2 separate regions of the Xenopus laevis genome follow, and region 2 is linked to region 1. Evidence: chromatin contacts called from public Hi-C data. All regions are on one chromosome and are shown on one strand. Each heading gives the region's core, a stretch centred on a gene start, on an enhancer-like site or on the middle of the called end of the contact. The rest is flanking DNA. Distances are from core to core; before and after follow the strand shown. Region 1 has its middle 3.1 kb from the start of maml2.S. Region 2 overlaps maml2.S (mastermind-like protein 2).

Region 1 (3,806 bases), core at 357-2,856:
CAAGAAATGGAATGTATAAAACATGGTTATAAAAAAAGCCAAAAGAACATAGGGTTTTTTGTTTTCTTGTTTAACCCATGAGAAGGAGGCCCTTATTTGCACTGTCTCCTTGTGCCCATTTAGTAAATAATGCCCATAATATTGACCAAGACACATAGCCAGGCTCATAACCAGCCACAGTGTAAAAATGAAATAATGAAAGTGAGAATGAGAATGAGAGCGTGGGTACCCCCGGCTATAAAGGAGTTAAATATCAGCTAACTGACTGACTGGAGCAGGTTACTGTGCTGAGCAGTAATTGAATCAGGCAATTAGCACCTTCATTCAGGCTATTGATTCTGCTTTGCATAAAGCACCAGATTGCTGTCATATCATCCAAATTGGAGCATTAATTAGGAATTAAACAAAAAAAAGAGCTTATTGTGTTAGGCGAGCGGAATCCCGAGAGATGCACTAAGCCAACTGAACGACAGGGGAAGCCACAGGTTTAATATGGGCAGTCGGGAATTTCATTAAACACTGGTGGTAATTACAGTAAAGCATAGAAATAAAAGAAAGTAGTGCACTGCTCCTCCTGAAGCACATACTGTGGTGCCAATGGGGCAATAGCGCCCCTTTGCCCCCACTAGTTAGATAGTTACTAGTGCCTTTTGTCTTTTTTAATGTTTTTCTCAATCTAATGATGGCATGCTTGGCTTTCATTGTCAGCTATCTGGTACTCCTGTTGAGAGTTTACAGCAATCGCTTCCAATTGCAAATTACTTGCAAACTGCAAACCTTTTAATTGCTTAATTCTCAATAAAAATAAAAAAATAAACTAGGGAATTGCCAAATCCTGGCCAGGAAACACCTTAAAAAGTATATTATACTTCTCTTCCCCTTTAGACTGTAAGCTCTTTTGCTCAGGGCCTTCCTCGCCTTTTGTACCGGTATTGGAAGTATGTTCTATATATGTAACTCATGTGATTTCTTTGTATAAACACATTTATCTTACAGCGATGTGCAATATGTTGGCGCTCAAAAAATATCTGTTAATAAATAATTTTAATAATTGTCCGAAATTCAAGATAAAATACTAGGGATGCACCGAATCCAGGATTCGGTTCGGGATTCAGCCAGGATTCGGCTTTTTTCAGCAGGATTCGGCCGAATCCTTCTGCCGAGCCGAACCATAATTTGCATATGCAAATTAGGGGCGGGATGGAAATTGCATGACTTTTTGTCACAAAACAAGGAAGTAAAAAATGTTTCCCCTTCCCACGCCTAATTTGCATATGCAAATGAGGGTTCGGATTCGGTTCGGTATTCGGATGAATCCAAAATAGTGGATTCGGTGCATCCCTATAAAATACGCATTTTGTCTATTTGCTGGGAATATTTGGATCTTCCAATATCCTCAAAAGTTACAGCAATGATAGAAAATCCCAGCACTCTTAGCTGCAAGAGAGCAACAAAAGTATATAGTGTAATATTTAGTTCTTCAATTATACACCATATATGCAGGCCTGGATTTGAGGCCACAAAGGCCAGGGCTTAGGGCCGCAAATTATAAGGGGTGGCATGATGCCTGGCCAATTGCTGAGGAGCACAGGGGATGCGCAGCTCCTCAATGCTCCTGCGTGTGCGCTCGAGGGTGGCGGGCACTAGGACTGCGCGGCCCTGAAGCGCACACAAATCAAATGTGGCCCTGCATATATGTGTAAGACAACAGGTGCACAAAAATGATTCCCAGTTAATTCCTTTTATATTGTCAACTTTTTTTGATTTTGCTGCACGAGTGATTAGTAATCAGAATCACACTGCACTGTAGATGCCTAATCTCCAGCATACAGTATGAGCATGTTATGTGCGGATAAAGGGACAAGACGGCAATCCTTGTGACCCCTAGTTTTTATTAATTATAAGACGTAGCATCAGCTACGGAAATGAAATGCCATTGTTGAAACCAAACTTTCTGTAACAGCATGACTCAATACAAAAACTCCTTACCGCCTACCGTTGTGTCTGTCTCGGACTGGGACACCAGTGGCCCACCCAAAAACCTTACACCAAGGACCCACCAAGAAAATTTAGACCAGGGGCCCACTCTCAGTACTATTATTCTCCCTCTCCTCACTCAACCTCTATTCTCCTAGTCTCTTTAGTTATACATACTATAATCTATTATTCCATCTATTTAGCCTCTTTGCTCTATTTGGCCATGAAATAGGTCAAATGTTTAGGAGCACAAGGGCCCACTGACACCTGGGCCCACCGGGAGTTTTCCTGGTATCCCGGTGGGCCAGTCCGACACTGCGTTGTCCAAGCCACTTATACCCTTAATGGGACTGCACTAGGCAAATCCATTATGGAAAAGGACCTTGGAGTCCTTGTAGATGATAAACTTGTCTGTAGCAAGCAATGCCAGTCAGCAGCATCAAGGGCAAATAAGGTCTTGAGCTGTATTAAAAGGGGCATAGAGTCACGGGAGGAGGGGTCATTCTTCCACTGTATAGAGCACTGGTAAGGCCCCATCTAGAATATGCCGTACAGTTTTGGTCTCCATCACTCAAACAGGACATTATTGTATTAGAGAGGGTACAGAGAAGGGCAACTAAGCTGGTAAAAGGTATTGAAAATCTTAGCTATGAGGAAAGACTGGCCAAATTGGGGATGTTCACGCTGGAGAAGTGGCGCTTAAGGGGTGATATGATAACTATGTATAAATATATAAGGGGATCATATAATAATCTCTCTAATGCTTTATTTACCAGTAGGTCTTTCCAGCTGACACAAGGTCACCCATTCCGATTAGAAGAAAGGAGGTTCCGCCTAAATATTGGGAAGGGGTTTGTTACAGTGAGAGCTGTGAAGATGTGGAATTGTCTCCCTGAATCAGTGGTACAGGCTGATACATTAGATAGCTTTAAGAAGGGGTTGGATGGTGTTTAGCAAGTGAGGGAATACAGGGTTATGGGAAATAGCTCATAGTCCAAGTTGATCCAGGGACTAGTCCGATTGCTATTTTGGAGTCAGGAAGGAATTTTTCCCCCTCTAAGGCAAATTGGAGAGGCTTCAGATGGGTTTTTTGCCTTCCTCTGGATCAACTGGCAGATAGGTAGTTAATAAAAAAAAAAAAAAGGTTGAACTCGATGGACATGTGTCTTTTTTCAACCTTACTTACTATGTTGTGTTGTGTTGTATTTTCTTGAACAAGATTAAATATTTTGTTTTAAATACTGTTTTACAAGGATCGGTAACAATTCAATACAGGTATAGGATCGGTTATCCGGAAACCTTTTATCCTGAAAGTTTCAAATTAAGGGAAGGCCATCTCCCATAGAGTCCATTTTAATCAAATAATTCTAATCAAATTAATCTACATCCATAAAAGCATTGTTAGCATTCTGTTCCATGGAAAATATTATATTGATTTATGAGATCATTTTTATTGCTGTATTCAACAAACAACTATTCCTTATGTAACCTTAACACAATAAATATCTGAAAAGCATGAAATAGAAGGGTAATTTAATCAAACTGTTTGTTGACAGTGTCTTGAGATCTTCTGATCTATAATAATAAAACAGTAACTTGTACTTGATCCCAACTAAGATATAATTAATCCTTATTGGAAGCAAAATCAGCCTATTGGGTTTATTTAATATTTACATGATTTTCTAGTAAACACATGGTATGAAGATCCAAATTACGGAAAGATTTGTTATCCCGGAAAACCCCAGGTTTTATGTGGCTTAGCAGACCCTGCAGCATGGGGGGTCTGGAGGGACCATACAGCACCTGCCCCACGTGTGAGCTGATACTTC
Region 2 (3,806 bases), core at 450-2,949, 100 kb after region 1:
CTAACAGCCTAAAGAGTTTCATTAGCAAAACACATAAAACATCGCCCTAAAACTCCCAGAAATGTGTTCAAACTTTCATAACCTGCCAAAAATATGGGGGCGTGGTCTAGGGTTGCCACCTTTCCATATGGCTGAGACCAGGCAGGGGGCAGGACCGTAACATCGGTGGGCGGACCATGCTATAGATGGGAGTGGCTGTGACATCAGGGGGCAGGGCTATGATGCGGCGATTTGCCGATAGCCATGTCACTCAAGGGAATCCTGCACGGTTTTCCTTATTTGGAAAACCGGGCAGAAAGTTTTGACCCGAGCAACCCTACCAAAAACCGGGCTGTCCCTAGTGTGGTCACAAAATTTAATTTCAAGCTATTTTTTTATGTACTTCCACTAGGGAATAGTCCAAATTCTATTTGAATTAGAAAAAAAAACGGTGGACTTTGAAAAATCAAATTTTTGTAGAAAAAACTTTGAATCTAATTTGATCGAAAAAGATGTTACTTCGATTTGTACTATTTGATTTCGGATGAAAACCTACTATTCACCTGCAAAAAAAGTCTTTTGTTTTTTTTTTATAAATTTCGGTTGGTCTGTTTTTATCGAAATTCGACCCTTGATAAATCTGCCCCTATGTGTGCCCCTTCTATACTCAACAATAAAAATGGCATCTTGTGCAATGCTCAGTTGTCCTCATACAACATGACTTGGATCCACTGAGCGTAAATATGATATCCAGCGACATTCCTCACATTATCAAAATATGTGTTTTTTATGTTCCCCCTGGCATTTTCCAAACAGTGATTGTGTTCCCCTTAGCTGACCTTGTGTGTTTTTGCCTTGAAATATCTCTACCCACGCTGGAGCTCAGTTTTACATGCCTTTGGCATTTACCCAACACTATTCTCTCCAGTTTCCTCCCTTTTTGCAGTGAAAAAACAAATAGGGATGCACAGAATCCACTATTTTAGATTCGGCCGAACCCCTGAATCCTTCGAGAAAGATTTTGTGACAAAAAGTCAGTTTGGCCGGACAGAAGGATTCGGGTGAATCCGAATCCAGCTGAAAAAGACCGAATCCCGAACCGAATCCTGGATTCAGCCCTAAACACAAACGACCACGCCATATAACTTTATCTGTTGATGAGATGCTGCAGGAAAAAATATTAATCTGCTAATATGCTGTAGGCCTTAAATGTGCCAGCCCAAAGCAGCCAATCAGATCTCTGGCTAATTCTAGGAAGTCTGATCAATTGCTGATTGGTTGCTTTAACTGAGAGGTGGGGTCTAGCACATAGGGGGTAACTAGGATGAGAGCTTTACATTGCTAAGGAATTGGGAGCATAACTGAGTGGGCCAAAAGTCACCCCAACAAGTGGCTCATGAGTAACCTGTTGCTCCCCAACCCCTTGGATGTTGCTCCCAGTGGCCTCAAAGCAGGAGCTTATTTTTGAATTCCAGGTTTGGAGACAAGTTTTAGTTGCATAAAAACCAGTTGTCTCCTGTAGGCTGCCAGTCCACATATGAAATAGCCAATCACAGCCTTTATTTGGCATCCCCTGGAACCTTTTTGCATGCTTGTGTTGATCTTCAACTTTTATTTACATTTGAATGTGGCTCATGGGTAATAAAAATTAGGGTTCCCTGGACTAGGAATAGGCATTAGGGGCATTATGACCACTGCAGCAGGATCGGACTGGGCCGGCAGGACACTGGAAAAAAGCTCTTGCAGGCCCTGCTGGCCCAGAACTGCACCCTGCGCTGCTTCTTTTTGCCTCGACGGGTCCAAAGACACATTGAGCAGCACGGGGCCCCAGTCCGACCCTGCGCTGCAGTTTTCCAACACTGTGAAAATTGACTCCAGTCCAGATAAAAACTGCTGCTAAAAACTGCTTTCAGTTTCAGACTGCAGTGTCTGGGGCCCAGCTTGCCTGTCTGCACCACCACAAACCATCATCATTTTTAGTTTTCACACTTTGCCATACCCTCCCAACATTTTGGAAATAAAAAGAGGGACAAAAAAAGTCGCCGCGTGCATTGCCATGTTCATTTTACAAAATTTGGCAGGTTATGAAAGTTTGAACATATTTCTGTATTTTTTTTTTCCAGTTATTACAGTTTTGCTAATGAAAGTGAATTGCCCTTTAAGCTGTGAGTCTAACTTCTCCCAAGGGACCTGTTATCTTATATTGTAATATGTTACAATTATTTATTTGCTTATCTCAAAATTGTTACCAATGTATCTTATCTTATGTTCTGGGCTCTCTGCCAAAAGCCAATTAATTTAGAAACTTTGTTTCTTTTTCCTGCTGTTCAGTGCAGAGAAAATCTGGACTTTCCAGTACAAACGAGGGACTGCGGGTTGTGCTGTCAAAAGAGGGACTGACCCTCTAAAACGGGACAGTTGGGAGGTGTGCACTTTGCTCCACCATCAGCACTCAACGTGCAATGGACTAGATTTGGTATTTTTGAGGGTTGGACTCAGGGAGGCACATAGCACCCCCTCTCACCCTTACCTGTCATTTAGTTATGGGTGCAGCAGCGGGTGCAGGATACCAAGGAGCACTGTCCTTAAACCACTGGGTGGAGCAGAGAGCAGCAAAGTCCCTGGGAAAATGAGCGTTTAGAGGCAATTGTGTGCCCCTTAGTGCTCAAGCATTTGTGCCTGGGACATTAATAAACAACTTCTCTCTTCTTAGAATCACATTTAAAAACAGAATAGTTTTACTGTACATTTCCAGAAAGGTTAATCATTTATTATTGCTCACCCTGGTATTGAAATGTGATCCTTGACTTTAAGAGAAAAAGCTCCCACAGTTTGGAAACCTTCGCCCGGTTAGATCCCCACTGACCCCACTTTGCACTTAATAAGAGTAACAGTGGATTTGCAATGTGCTGACTCGGATACAGCGCAGCCCCTTACAGTAATATATCCTCCATTTAATATCCTTTATATAAGCATTACCTTCCTATTAAACAACATCAGTCATTTTATTGAACAAATTCCATCAGCTAATACCCTCGTAAACGTTACCAGCGCTGTTCCCACTTCCATAGAAGATTTCTGGTTCTCAAGTTCTCTTCTGATACAAGTTTGGATTCCACGTTTATAGAAAATAAGGTATGGGATCTGTTATCCGGAAATCCGTTATCCAGAAAGCTCCGAATTATAGAAAGGCCGTCTCCCATAGACTCCATTTTATCCAAATAATCCAAATTTTTAAAAAATTATTTACTTTTTCCCTGTAATAATAACAGTACCTTGTACAATTGGGTTTAAAGGGCATGTAAAGGCAAAAAAATAAAATCCCATTTTTACTTTCTTTAATGAAAAAGAAACCTACCTATAATATACTTTAATTAAAAAAATGTGTACAGTTTTTATAAGAAACCTGACTGTATGCAGTGAAATTCTCCCTTCATTTACTGCTGTGGATAGGAATTGTCAGACGGTCCCTAACTGCTGAGCAGGGAAACAATCATACTTATGAACAGCAGGGGGAGCCCCCGCCTTACTTCCCAGCCATGCAGAACTCAAGCAGCTTTGTTTATGACGATCCCTAAGCAGCCCAGACCACACTGAGCATGTGCACAGTCTTAGTCTTGCAAAGATGTTTAACAAAGTTACAAGATGGTGACCCCCTGTAGCCAACTTTGAAAGCATAAATCATTTGTTTGATTAGGCTTGTGGTGCAGTAAGTTAATGTTTAGGTTTAGTATACAAAATACAGCATTTCTAGCCTTATTCTATTTTAGACTTTACATGCAGATCCGTTATCTGGAATACCCTAGGTCCTGAGCATTCTGGATAGG

The links. Hi-C and Micro-C count contacts between places; a contact is called where the count stands out from the background.
Region 2: a contact with region 1 is called in a Hi-C map of the XL177 cell line, with 5 times the contacts expected there. The contact joins two enhancer-like sites. A contact is called at or near these places in 2 of 4 Hi-C or Micro-C datasets (the XL177 cell line and the XTC cell line).

The regions. Positions count from the first base shown.
Region 1 is chr2S:155,929,150-155,932,955 of Xenopus_laevis_v10.1, forward strand. No RefSeq gene overlaps it. Among protein-coding and RNA genes, the nearest start is that of maml2.S, 3.1 kb to the right of the region's middle. Within about 2 kb of position 1,607, at least 1 of the 7 cell types and tissues checked has an H3K27ac peak or open chromatin away from gene starts, as enhancers often do.
Region 2 is chr2S:156,028,617-156,032,422 of Xenopus_laevis_v10.1, forward strand. The region is part of intron 3 of maml2.S (mastermind-like protein 2); the gene reads left to right. Among protein-coding and RNA genes, the nearest start is that of LOC121400710, 50 kb to the right of the region's middle. Within about 2 kb of position 1,700, at least 1 of the 7 cell types and tissues checked has an H3K27ac peak or open chromatin away from gene starts, as enhancers often do.